2 separate regions of the Mus musculus genome follow, and region 2 is linked to region 1. A link is a contact called in public HiChIP or PLAC-seq data. All regions are on one chromosome and are shown on one strand. Each heading gives the region's core, a stretch centred on a gene start, on an enhancer-like site or on the middle of the called end of the contact. The rest is flanking DNA. Distances are from core to core; before and after follow the strand shown. Region 1 overlaps Gm40630 (a long non-coding RNA gene). Region 2 has its middle 62 kb from the start of Gm40630.

Evidence for each region. HiChIP or PLAC-seq counts read pairs in DNA pulled down with a chosen protein or histone mark.
Region 2: an H3K27ac HiChIP or PLAC-seq map of the HPC-7 cell line shows a contact between it and region 1, with 6 times the contacts expected there. The contact joins two enhancer-like sites. A contact is called at or near these places in 4 of 484 Hi-C or Micro-C datasets (the N1E-115 cell line, embryonic stem cells, gonadal supporting cells and 1 more) and 5 of 115 datasets of contacts at active chromatin or transcription factors (the HPC-7 cell line, bone marrow-derived macrophages, embryonic stem cells and 1 more).

The regions. Positions count from the first base shown.
Region 1 is chr10:42,066,183-42,071,795 of GRCm38.p6, reverse strand. Gm40630 (a long non-coding RNA gene) reads left to right here. Exons shown (of 5, transcript XR_871601.1): 3 at 1-3,275. It overlaps Gm51798 (a long non-coding RNA gene), which reads right to left. Exons shown (of 3, transcript XR_003948997.1): 2 at 935-1,078. Among named protein-coding and RNA genes, the nearest start is that of Gm40630, 13 kb to the left of the region's middle. Within about 2 kb of position 3,100, at least 39 of the 459 cell types and tissues checked have an H3K27ac peak or open chromatin away from gene starts, as enhancers often do. A contact at or near this core is called in the HPC-7 cell line, where this site is marked.
Region 2 is chr10:42,141,464-42,147,250 of GRCm38.p6, reverse strand. No RefSeq gene overlaps it. Among named protein-coding and RNA genes, the nearest start is that of Gm40630, 62 kb to the right of the region's middle. Within about 2 kb of position 2,865, at least 11 of the 459 cell types and tissues checked have an H3K27ac peak or open chromatin away from gene starts, as enhancers often do. A contact at or near this core is called in the HPC-7 cell line, where this site is marked.

The sequences.
Region 1 (5,613 bases), core at 1,851-4,350:
AAGATCTAACTGAGGCCTTACTTGTGGACCAAAAAAGCACATTAAAACAGACCAGGGCATCTTTCCCTCTGCCAGCATCCTTTCTGGGTGCCGGTAGGATTCTGAAAGCGTTCTGCTTTCTAACTCAGATGGAAGACCTGAGATCCGCCCAGCACTGGTTCCTTTTATGCTGAGTCAGTTTTTATAAACACTGAGGAAGCATTGTGTGGGCATCTCAGGCATTTTGATGCTAATGATTTAATCTCCCTTTGGCTCCACTAACAGCTGGGGCCAGACATACCATGCTGGTGGCTTAGAGACCCACTGGCAGGTTTGCCCCAAAGGGCCAGGAGGTTGGCACCCCCCCTCCCTTCCCAGTGCCAGCCTTTAGGCTGGAGGAAATGCAGAGGCTGGTTGCCTTTTCTTTATCTCAGTTTCCTTTGGCCATCCCATCAAGAACGGCAGCAGCAGGAGGAGGGTTCATTCATGTGTACCCATGAATATGTTGCAGTCTTCACCTCTGCTGGGTCTCTCTGAATCTTGTTGAGGAGGTCTGTGGGGGCGGGTGAGGGCAGGGCCTTATTTAGGAGAGGGAGGCCCACTGCAAACTCTGTGGGGATGTGTTGGCAAGGAAGGGAGGGGAGACCAGACAGGGACAAAGGCTTACACCAACATGAACGACTTTTTGCAAACAGGTTGATTCTCAGCAGCTTTATCTACCTCATTTTGCTTATCATGAGCAACTGTCTGCTACTTATCCATTCTGCAAGAGGATCCTAGGGCAGCTTGTGGGGAGCAGGTGCCACCCCAGCTTCTGGCTCTGAACTGTTCCAGGTCACGTTTCTTTCTTCAGTTCTACTTAGTGTCTGTGTGCCCCGCCCCCACCCATGAGCAGACCACCGAGGAGAGGAAACGGTTAACATTAGGAGACACTAAAGATACAAGTGTCACCTACAGTCCTGAGGGCTGTGATCCAGGAACCAGGATGAAGGGAGACTGCCACCTACGGGCCAGGTTCCAGGGATGTCCACGTGTGGATTCTAAGGGACGCAGAAGGCCTTCCAGGAATGGTTTGCTAGTTGCTCTTTCTGCCAACACACTAAAAACAAAACAAAACCAAAAAAAAAAAAAAGTGATTCATACAAAGAGGCATTTTCTTCCTGATTTGCAAAAGAAGTTTTCCCACAGGCATGCCATTTTTTAAAGCTAAGAGCTGTCTACACCTCTGAACTCATCATCCAAATTCAATAGAATGAGGTGGGTGCTCCCAAGCTTCTGGCCTGGGGTACAGCTCGGTGGGTAGGGCACTTGTCTGGATCCTCAAAACCTTGAATTGAATCCCTAGGACTGAAAACACAAACAGCCAATTGCACATAATGGAGCAGCTGTCCACTGCTGTCGGCTGTGAGGGTCCGCGGAGGACCCTGATCCAGCACAGCGCCTGGACTGTGTGGCTGCTTGTAGGAATGAGTCCCTGTGATGAATCAAAGACAAACAGCATCTTGCGGCACCATCCCAAAAAAGTAGCAGGAGAAATAAGGATCAGACAACTACCGACTCCACGACAGTAGAGTAGTAGGGTGTGAGGGCCTTGGAGAATGGGCATGGGAAAAAGAAGGGTTGTCTCTCAACGTAGAGAAGAGCTTTACATACAGTAGAGCCCTTGAACTCGGAGCTAGACTGTTGGATGAGGTTAGCTCTGCTCCCAAAGTGAGAAAGAAAAGTCACAGAATGTGAGCGTGGGCTACTGTGTTACGGCGGTCCCAGTGTGGATTATACCACTGCCCTTTGTTATCTAAGAGCAGTGTGTTTGTGGGCATCACACCCCACCATTCCACAGTCTGCCGTTATGTAATCAGATCTGACTCCACACTATCTACTCAACACTGAATGGTTAAACAGCCTGCTCTTGTTGCAGAGAAGGGAGGAATCCAGGTGTTTGGATGAGGGAGTGGTTCTAGTGTTTCTTCGTGGTTTTGAGTGTGTATGATGTGGGTACCTGAAGTCGTGTGTAAATGTGCATATTATGTGCGATGGGAAAATTAAGGGAAGATCATGGTTCTCTTCTACCAAGCCAAAAGATTTAGAGGCTGTGGCCAGCATGGCAGCTCATAGAGCAGGCCAGACTCATCCCTACAGCCATCCCTGCATCCCAGGGTCGTCCCAGAGCCATCCCAGAGCCCCACTCATTGAGAGTCATCACCAATTGCTTAGGAAAGAGAAACTAACAGGTAACACCAGAAACTTCTGGAAACCATTCAGCATTCTTTGTACAAATTTTGTGGCCAGTTCTCATGTTGGCCTCATTTGGTCTCAAGTGTGTCTGGGTGCAGCTCCGTGGTAAGTGCTTACTGAGCATGCCCAAGGCCCTTGGTTCAACTCCCACCTGCAATAAATAAAGACATAAGTCAGACGCTGTGGAGTGTAAGTTCCAGGGCCTCTCCAGACAGTGCGGTATTAGCACAGCTGGATTGAAGGGCCTTTTCCTTTTCATGGATGTGCCTAGCAACCAGGAAGATTGAACGTCTGTACTGTGTACTGATAAGCAATCCGTACTCTTGTTTCATGAACTTTAAATTTCATATAAATCATGTGTTACTTTGCTTCATTTTTAGCTAGTTATGCCCGTTGGATTTACCCATCCCAGAGCCATCCAGCTGACCTGGCTCACTCACTGTGATGAACGCAGTGTTGAACTGCTTCTGTAACCACACTGTTCTCGCTCCTTTTTACTCCTGTGGGTCAGGCGACTTGCTTTCACGGTTAGCTATTTCAGAATACTGAAAAGGACATTCTTCCAGTCCCCATGTCTCTGGACACACGGAAGTGGAATTGTTGGTCAGCTGTTAGCTTCCAAATGTGTCCCTGTGTTTCTCTCCATTCTAATCACCTGCTGGTACTGTCTCACTTCTGGGGGGCATGAAACAGCTTCTGATTGTTTTAATTTGCATCTCTCTGACTTTTAATTTAATAGCACACATTTTCATGTGACCACAGACCATTAAATGTCCTCTTCTGCTACCTGCTTGGTTGCAGTCAGCTGCGGTTTCAGTGTGAAATGTCTCCCACAGCTCTTATTTGAATGTTTGGTCCTCAGATGGTGGCATTTCAGGGAGGATGTGGCGGAGGTGGGGCCAAACTGGAGGAAATGGGTCACCACTGGTAAGTCTAGTAGGTTAGAGCCTGGCCTGCTTCCTGCAGGCTTTCTGCTTCCTGACAGCCAGGCTTTCTGCATGAAGGTGAAGGCACTCCTGAACCAGGAGCACAAATCATTCCTTCTCCTAAGTCCTGGACAGGTATGTGGTCACAGTGACCAAAAGAATAATTAACACACACACACACACACACACACACACACACACAATTTTATACATTCTTTCTTTTTTGGAGGGTTGTGTTTACTTTTTCTTTATAACTTTTAAGAATAGACTGTATACTTTTTATAGCGATTGCTTGGCAATGTGAGATACAGATGTCTTCACCAAGTCTATGTTTGTCTTTTCACTTTGTCAGTGGTATACTTATCATGAAAAACCATTTCTAGCAGGGCATGACGGTACACTCCTTTAATCCCAGCACTGTGTAGGCAAGGGAGGGTGATTTCTGTGAGCTTGAGGCCAGCCTGATCTACAAAGCAAGTTCCAGGAGAGCCAGGGCTACACAGAGAAACTCTGTCTTCAAAAACAAATGATAGAAACAAAGAGAGAGAAAGACTAATTTCTAAGTCATGTAACTCAGTGTATAATTGTTTCATGCTAACTTTTGCTTTTGTCTTATTTAAGAAACCCTGCTTCATTGGAGGGTGTGATGGTTTGTATATGCTTGGCCCAGGGAGTGGCATTATTAGAAGGTGTGGCCTTGTTAGAGTAGGTGTGTCACGGTGGGTGTGGGCTTTAAGACCCTCATCCTAGCTGCCTGGAAGTCAGTCTTCTCCCAGCAGCCTGCAGATGAAGATGCAGCACTCTCAGCTCCTCCTGCACCATGCCTGCCTGGACGCTGCCATGTTCACACCTTGATGATAATGGACTGAAGCTCTGAACCTGTAAGCCAGCCCCAAGTAAACATTGGCCTTATAAAAGCTACTTTGGTCATGGTGTCTGCTCACAGCAGTAAAACCCTAACTAAGACAGAGGGCACATCAATATTTCCTATAGTTCTGGTTGCAGTTTTTCACCATGGCTGGAACTAACTCCAACCCCCCCCCCCCAACACACACAAAACTGGTAAACTCTCTATTGTTGTGATAAACCACTCCGACCAAAAGTAGCTTGGGGAGAAAAGGGTTTGCTTGACTTCCATAATAGAAGAAAGCCAAGACAGGAACCCAAGGCAGAAACTGAAGCAGTCACCATGGAGTAGCGGTTCTCAACCTGTGGGTCTCCTTGGTGCCTTCGGGCATACATATCAGATATTTACATCATGACTAATAACAATAGCAAAATTACAGTTATGAAGTAGCAACAAAATAATTTTATGGGGGTGGGGGAGTCCCCACAACAGGAGGAATCGTATTAAAGGTTGCAGCATTGGGAAGATTGTGAACACTGCATGGAGGACACTATTTAGTTGTAGTCTCCCCTCCCCCAGCCTGAAACCTGCTTGCTCAGGGGTGGAGCTTCCTGCTCATTCGTTCTGCCACGCCCACTGCTGGAACCTGCGGAGCCACACACGTGCACCTTTCTACTGGACCAGAGATTATTCGGCGGGAATCGGGTCCCCTCCCCCTTCCTTCATAACTAGTGTCGCAACAATAAAATTTGAGCCTTGATCAGAGTAACTGTCTTGGCTACATTCTTTTCTCTCGCCACCTAGCCCCTCTTCTCTTCCAGGTTTCCAAAATGCCTTTCCAGGCTAGTACCCAGGTTGTGGTCTGCTGGCCGGACACAACATTTAGTGACTTGCTCTCATGGCTTGCTCAGCTTTCTTTCTTTAATTAAAAGAAATTTATTTTATATGTACACATGTTTTACACACATGCATACCTGTGTACCGCATGTGTGCCTGGTGCCTGCAGAGGTCAGAAGAGGAACTGGAGGTATAGATAGTTGTGTGTCACCGTGTGGGCGTTGGGAATCAAACCCAGGTCCTCCGCAAGAACAAGTGCTCTCAACCGCTGAGCCATCTCTCCAGCTCCTTGGCTGGCTTTCTTATATCCCTCAGGACTATTTGCCCAGGGGCAGTAGCACCAACAGGAGTTGAGCCCTCTCATTTCAAGCATTCATCAAGAAAATGCCCTGCGGCCATGCCTACAGGCCAATCTGATGGAGGCAGTTCCTCTCTGAAGCTTTCTCCTCCCAAGTGACTCTAGTTTGTGTCAATTCGACAAAAACTAAGCAGCATGGTGACACATGAATTTTTTTTAAAATTTTTTTGAAACAGTCTCTCTATGTAGTCCTGCCTGTACTAAAACTTGATATGAAGACCAGGTTATTCTCCAACTCACAAGAGATCTGCCTGACTCTGTCTCCCGAGTGCTGGGATTAAAGGCATATGCCACTGGACCCAGCCTATGAATCTAGTTTTTTGTTTTGTTTTGTTTTGTTTTTTCTTTAGAAATATACTTAGCTCAGTGGCCTTGGCTTCGATTTTGTAGACCCACAAAAAATAAGCAAAGAAAACCACTACGAGTCAAAA
Region 2 (5,787 bases), core at 1,616-4,115, 76 kb before region 1:
CTCTGGCTCCCCCTTGCTCCTTTGGGAATGTTCCGGAATGGGAAAGGCCAGCATGCCATCGAGCCCAAGGTTGGCATGGAGATGCTAGAGCAGTAGGGCATCAGGGCAGCTTGCTTGGTCACTGTTGTTCGCTTCTCACACACCACAGCAAGCGTGAGGCAGCCCAAAAGGCCAGAGTGGCAGAAGTCGCAGTTACCGTGAACATTCTGGATCTGGTGCATGATGGGATACCAGCATCTGGTGCATGATGGGATACCAGCACATGGGATACCAGCACAGTGTGGGGCGTGCTCTCCAGAAAACCCTGTGTGCTCCCCAGAAGAGCTGTGAGGGGCACATCAGCTTTTTCCTCTTCAAATCGGGCCACAGAGCTGGCAGATACTGGTGATTCAGCACATCTACATTTCAGCAAGATGGTGGGCAGGACCTTCTTTAGAGACCAGCCTGGAAAAGTGTGAGCTAGAAGTATTTCTACTTGCAACTTGACCTCAGTAGAATCCATCAGCCTGAGGGTGATTGGTCTGATCAGTACCCAATAGAAGTCTTTGGTGACGTTCAGTGCTCTACCAGAGCCTTGTTGTTCTGGATATTGGTGATCAATAGCTTGAAGGACGATACTACAGCATTAGGGGAATGATCAACAGTTTGTGACAAACAGGCTCTAGACGGCTCCTTGACAGAGTGGGGATTTAAAGATTGTAGCTGAAAACACAAATTAATTCAAAGGGGTCACGGCGTAGCACGGGGTTCAGGGAGCCTTTCTCCTTCGGGATGTCAGATCTTTCCTCAGCAACATGTGCAAAGAGCACCTCCCCCACCCACCCAATGCGGCCTGGCCAGCAGCCACCGGATAGGTTCTGGGACACCCTTGCACCCTCCACCCACCTGAACCTCCTTCTTAGTCCTTTTCCTTCAGCTTGCCTGCTGAACCCCAGTCCCTCCAGATGATCCAGTTGAGCAGCCTCACCTGGGTGGGGCCCCTCATCTTGTGGGCGACACCCTCTTGGTCTCCCCTGTGGCGCTGGGCACACAGTGCTGGGAGAAGAGCAGAAGTGTCTCCTGCACAGAGCCTGTGTGCCATCCATCACTGGCTGCAGAAAGAGTCTGGCTGCCCCACCGGTTAATTCTTATGATGGTTGTTCTGGGTACGAGTGGTGGGCGAATTCATTTCCTAATCCTGATCTCACAGGGAAGGGTAGGGCAGGCAACTCCAACATTGGCTTTAATTCTCAGTCTGCTACTGCAAGAGATAAGGTGGCAGGGCACTGTGATCCTGCAGGAGGATGAGGAAGGGACATTTACTACTATTGTTATACGTGATGAAGACAGGAGGGCACAGGGATGCACACCTATAACCCCAGGAAGATAACACAAATTAGAGGCCAGCTTGACCTACAGTGAGTCCTAGGGCAGCCTGTGCTGTAGAGAGGAAGGGAGAGAGGGAAGAAGGGAGGGAGGGAGAGAGGGAGGGAGGGAGGGAGGGAGGGAGGGAGGGAGGGAGGGAGGGAGGGAGGGAGAGAGGGAGGGGATAGCTACATGGGAAAGGAAAGGTCAGATGAGGTAGCGAGGGACCAGGCGCTTTAGGAGGGTAATGAAGTCATTGGCACACACCTTTCCATAGTGACCATCATGGCCTAGAAAACAGAACCAGGCACACACAAATGGCATGGCTGGACTCAGACTTCTTCATCTGTACCCTGGGCTGTGCCACCTTCTAGGGCCCCTTCTTTGTCTTTCCTCCTTACCTGTGAAACGTAGAGCTGACATTACTGCTCATTGAGAGATCAAGTGTGCTAACGTGAGGAATGTGCTTAGAGCCAAGCCCAGCACGCTCAGCAAATGTTTGTTTAAAACAGCTGAGTATGTGCTGTCCCCAGAGCTTTGAGGGGTGCTCTCCAGATCTGAGAGTTCCCTCTGGCGCTCCTCATGTGGGCCTTGCCCCAGCTTTTGTTGCTTCCACACATCCCTGCCCAAAGTTATGTGTTGCCATTTGAGAAATGATACTCTATTCGCAAGGGACAATATGTTGTTTTGACATCCATAGTCTATACTGTAGATGTGTGCTATTAGATCAGGCTAGTCACCGTACCCTTCAGTCCACCAGCTTATCATGATTGTGTGGGATAGGATTAGGCACTGAAAGCTGTTTTTCCCAGGACGCTTGGTCAGGGGTATTGGTACAGCTAAGGAGACATTTTGACAATGGATTGTTGGGGAGGGCAGGAGGAAGTGTGCCTTGCTTCTGCATACATGCCCATTGGCAGTTTCTGCATTTCTCCCTGAACCAAGCTCCTCTGTAGCTGCAGTTTGCTTCTGGTGGCCACGGGAGGGGGAGGGGGAGTGTCGGGGGGGGGGGGTGCTGGACTTGGTAAGCTCCTCTCCAACTTCCTCCCTCTAGCCTTAGGCCTCAGGCTTTCTCTTCTTGCTGATCTCTGGTCCAGTCATCACGGTCTCTCTCTCTCCCTCTTCCTCCCCACCCCCCCTCTTGATTATTTGCTCCTATCTTGCTTCCAGGAGTTCATATGCCATTGATTTTAGTACTCAAATAAAGTTTAACATGTGACAGGTGTGGTGGAGAAGTCTTTTAAAACCAGTATGGGGCTTGGGAGGCATGGATCTCTTTGAGTTGGAGGCCAGCCTGATCTACATAGCAAGTTCCAGGACAGTCAAGGCTATATAATGAGACTTTGTCTCAAACCAAACAAATACTAACATATGTCACAGTCATTTATGTGGACCCACAGCTGAGTTTCAGAGAGGCAGAGTTTCTTTCTACATTACCAAAGACGAGGGGATGGAACACACTGCTCCTCTATGGCTTACAGCCTTCTGGAAATACCCCTTGGTCACAATTTATAGGAGTGTTGGAGACAGTCGACAAAGCCAGAGGAATGTGGGTGGTTCCTGCCTCCCCCAACAGCTACTTCCTCTCAGGGATCCAGGAAAAGTGTAAATTTCAAAATTCTCATTTCAAATACTTCTAGAAATCTGAAGAGTGAGATTTCTCAGAGTCTACCCTAGACTGTCATTCAGACTGCTGGAGATAAATCTAAATTGTTAGGCTTACTGGAAGGCAGGGTGCGACATTGGGTTTTAGAGCTACAATAAGCCAGGATGGAAGAAAATGCCTGCTACTATCAGAGAATTGTATTGAGATTCAATATAGTTCCCTCTTGCTCTCCCCCTCTCTGCACATCCCCCATTCTTTCTCTACACCTTTGGCTGTGGTCCCGAAGGAGCAGCTTACCATCTCAAGCTAGATAGGATTGATTTATTCCCAAGGCTAAGAACGTGATCTTATCCCTACGCTAGGAAGAGAACACTGGGAGCTGGGCAAACAGAGGACAGGGAGACAAGAATTGTGCTCCTGGGACTGTCCTCCACAATGTAAAAGAAATGCATTTTCTTTTGAAAAATTACTCAGAGAATCACTACACACACACACACACACACACACACACACACACACACCACATGCACACCCACGCACACCCACGCACATTCCACATATATGCACACTCCACACGCACTCACACTTCATACACACTGACCCTCTGCACACACTGCCCCCCCCCCCATCACAAGGCCCCAGCCTTCAGAGCTCAAACACTGTTAGTGGGAAGATAACTAGTGCAGCCACTATGGAGATCAGCATGGACGCTCCTGTGTGACCTGGCTAGGCCACTGAGGACTCTAACTCCACACAAAGATCCTTGCACAGACAACCATGTTGACTGCAGAGCCACTCACAGTGGTCAAGGTATGGCAGCAGCCAGGATGCTCATCAACATATGACTGGATTTATCCAGCCCAAAGGAGGAACGAAGCAGTTACATCATAGGCAAGAAAATGGTTGGAAATGGAGATCATCATGGTGAGTGTCAGGCTCAGAAGGAGAAATCCTGTGGGTTGTCTTTCTTTTTTCTCATATGTGGAATCTAGGATTTATAAAAGAGAGCAGAAATGTAGAAGGGGGTGATATGTTATTTCTCCACCATTGGTCAAATGAGCCAGTTTGAGCCAGATTAGATCAATATTAAAGGCAGGTTTATTGGGAAGTTGCTCTTGGACAAGTGAGATCACTGGCCCCAAGGACCAAAGCCAGAGAAGTCGCCATGTGGGCAGGAGGGGTAAGGGAGAGAAGAAGGCAGGGAGAGAAAGAGAGAAGAAAAGAGGAGAGAGAGAGGGAGAGGGCAAGCAAAAAGTCTGGATTAAATAGGGAGGAGCCCCTGGGGGGGGAGGGCCTCTCAGCCCCTGGGCTGGAAAGTTCAAGGTTGAGGGCAGGGTGTGCCAGGTAGGGACTCAGGAATTCTGGGAGACCTGGAGGCCAGGTCTGCTTTGATATGTAAGATGTGTGCCTCAGTCACTTGTCATGTCTGAAACCAAACAGGGGACCATTTGGTAAAAAGAAGGGACTGGCTTTGGGGGAGTCAATGAGGGAAATGGGGAATGGTATGGAATGCTTAACACACATTATATACGTGTTATGTACACTGTTCCACACAGGGAATCTGCAGGAGGTTGGGCTGTGCCACCCAGATGTGGTAGTAGGGCCTGTGGTACAGTGACTTGGGCAGAGCCATGCCTACCCTGCCTCTGGTCACTGTTTTCTGCCTCTCCATCATTCCTTGAGCTAAGCCAGTGGCAGCGAATACCTCCAAGTGGAGTAATAAACTCACGCAGGTCACCTTCCAAGCCTGCGGTGCGGGGCAGATGTGTGAGACACAATGCTGGACTTCCTGTCTCTCCTCTCCTCTCTGTTCTCTGGAAGAGAAAGCTTATCCAACAGGACATAAGAAAGACCAACCTGACTCACTGTGTGCCTCGCCAGGACAAAAGCAATCCTCTGGGAGGCAGTATTTGGTGCACAGAAGCTGCTACCGGGAAGCCCATCTAGCTATAGGTAGCCATCATGGTTCATGTTTGTCTCCTGGCCGGGGAGGGCTGGATAGATATAACTCCACCGCACAGCTGAGAGTCCTTTATCAGTTCTAATAACGCACTGGTATTGGCAGTCTGCTCCATGGGTCTTCAGAGCAGCTGATATTTAATAAACTCGGTCTGAGGGAGAAGTGGAAGGATTTCTTGGCACTGTCCCAGAGTTAGCTCAGAAAATTGTCTTAGCCGATTATCGCCGAACTAAACAGGAGAGTCCTAATGCCACTTGCCAGTTCAAAACTGGTTTCTGCCAAGATCAGCACATCTTACTTTAGGGCCCCCCTGTCCAGAAAGTCCATGGTCAAGTCCCAGGGGGTACAGGATGATTTTAAGTCTTACACTAAGTTTAGTTCATTTGTGTTAGTTTTTCAGAGAAATGTAGGCAATTTCTATTGTGTTGATGTTTTTTGTTTTGTTTTTCAAGACAGTGTTTGTCTGTGTATCCCTGGTTGTCCTGGAACTTCCTCTATAGACCAGGCTGGCCTTGAACTCAGAGATCTGCCTGCCTTTGCCTCCTTGAGTGCTAGAATTAAAGACATGCACCACCTCCACCCAGTTGGTAATCTATTTTTCATTTTTACCTTTATTTTAGGTGGTATTTGCTTTGTTTTGATTTTAATTAATCAATCAATTAATTAATTGCTTTGGTTTTGAAACAGGATCTTCCTGTGTAGCTCAGGATGGTTTTGAACTCATAACCCTCCTGCCACATCTCTGGAATGCTGGGTTTATGTGCTTGTAACCCCATGACTAGCTTAGCTTTTCTTTGTTGTAGGTCACTGGCCCCAAGGAAGCTGCTGGGTGGTTTGGCAGACTGCAGCAAAGAAAGAGAAGACCCCCACTTGTCTG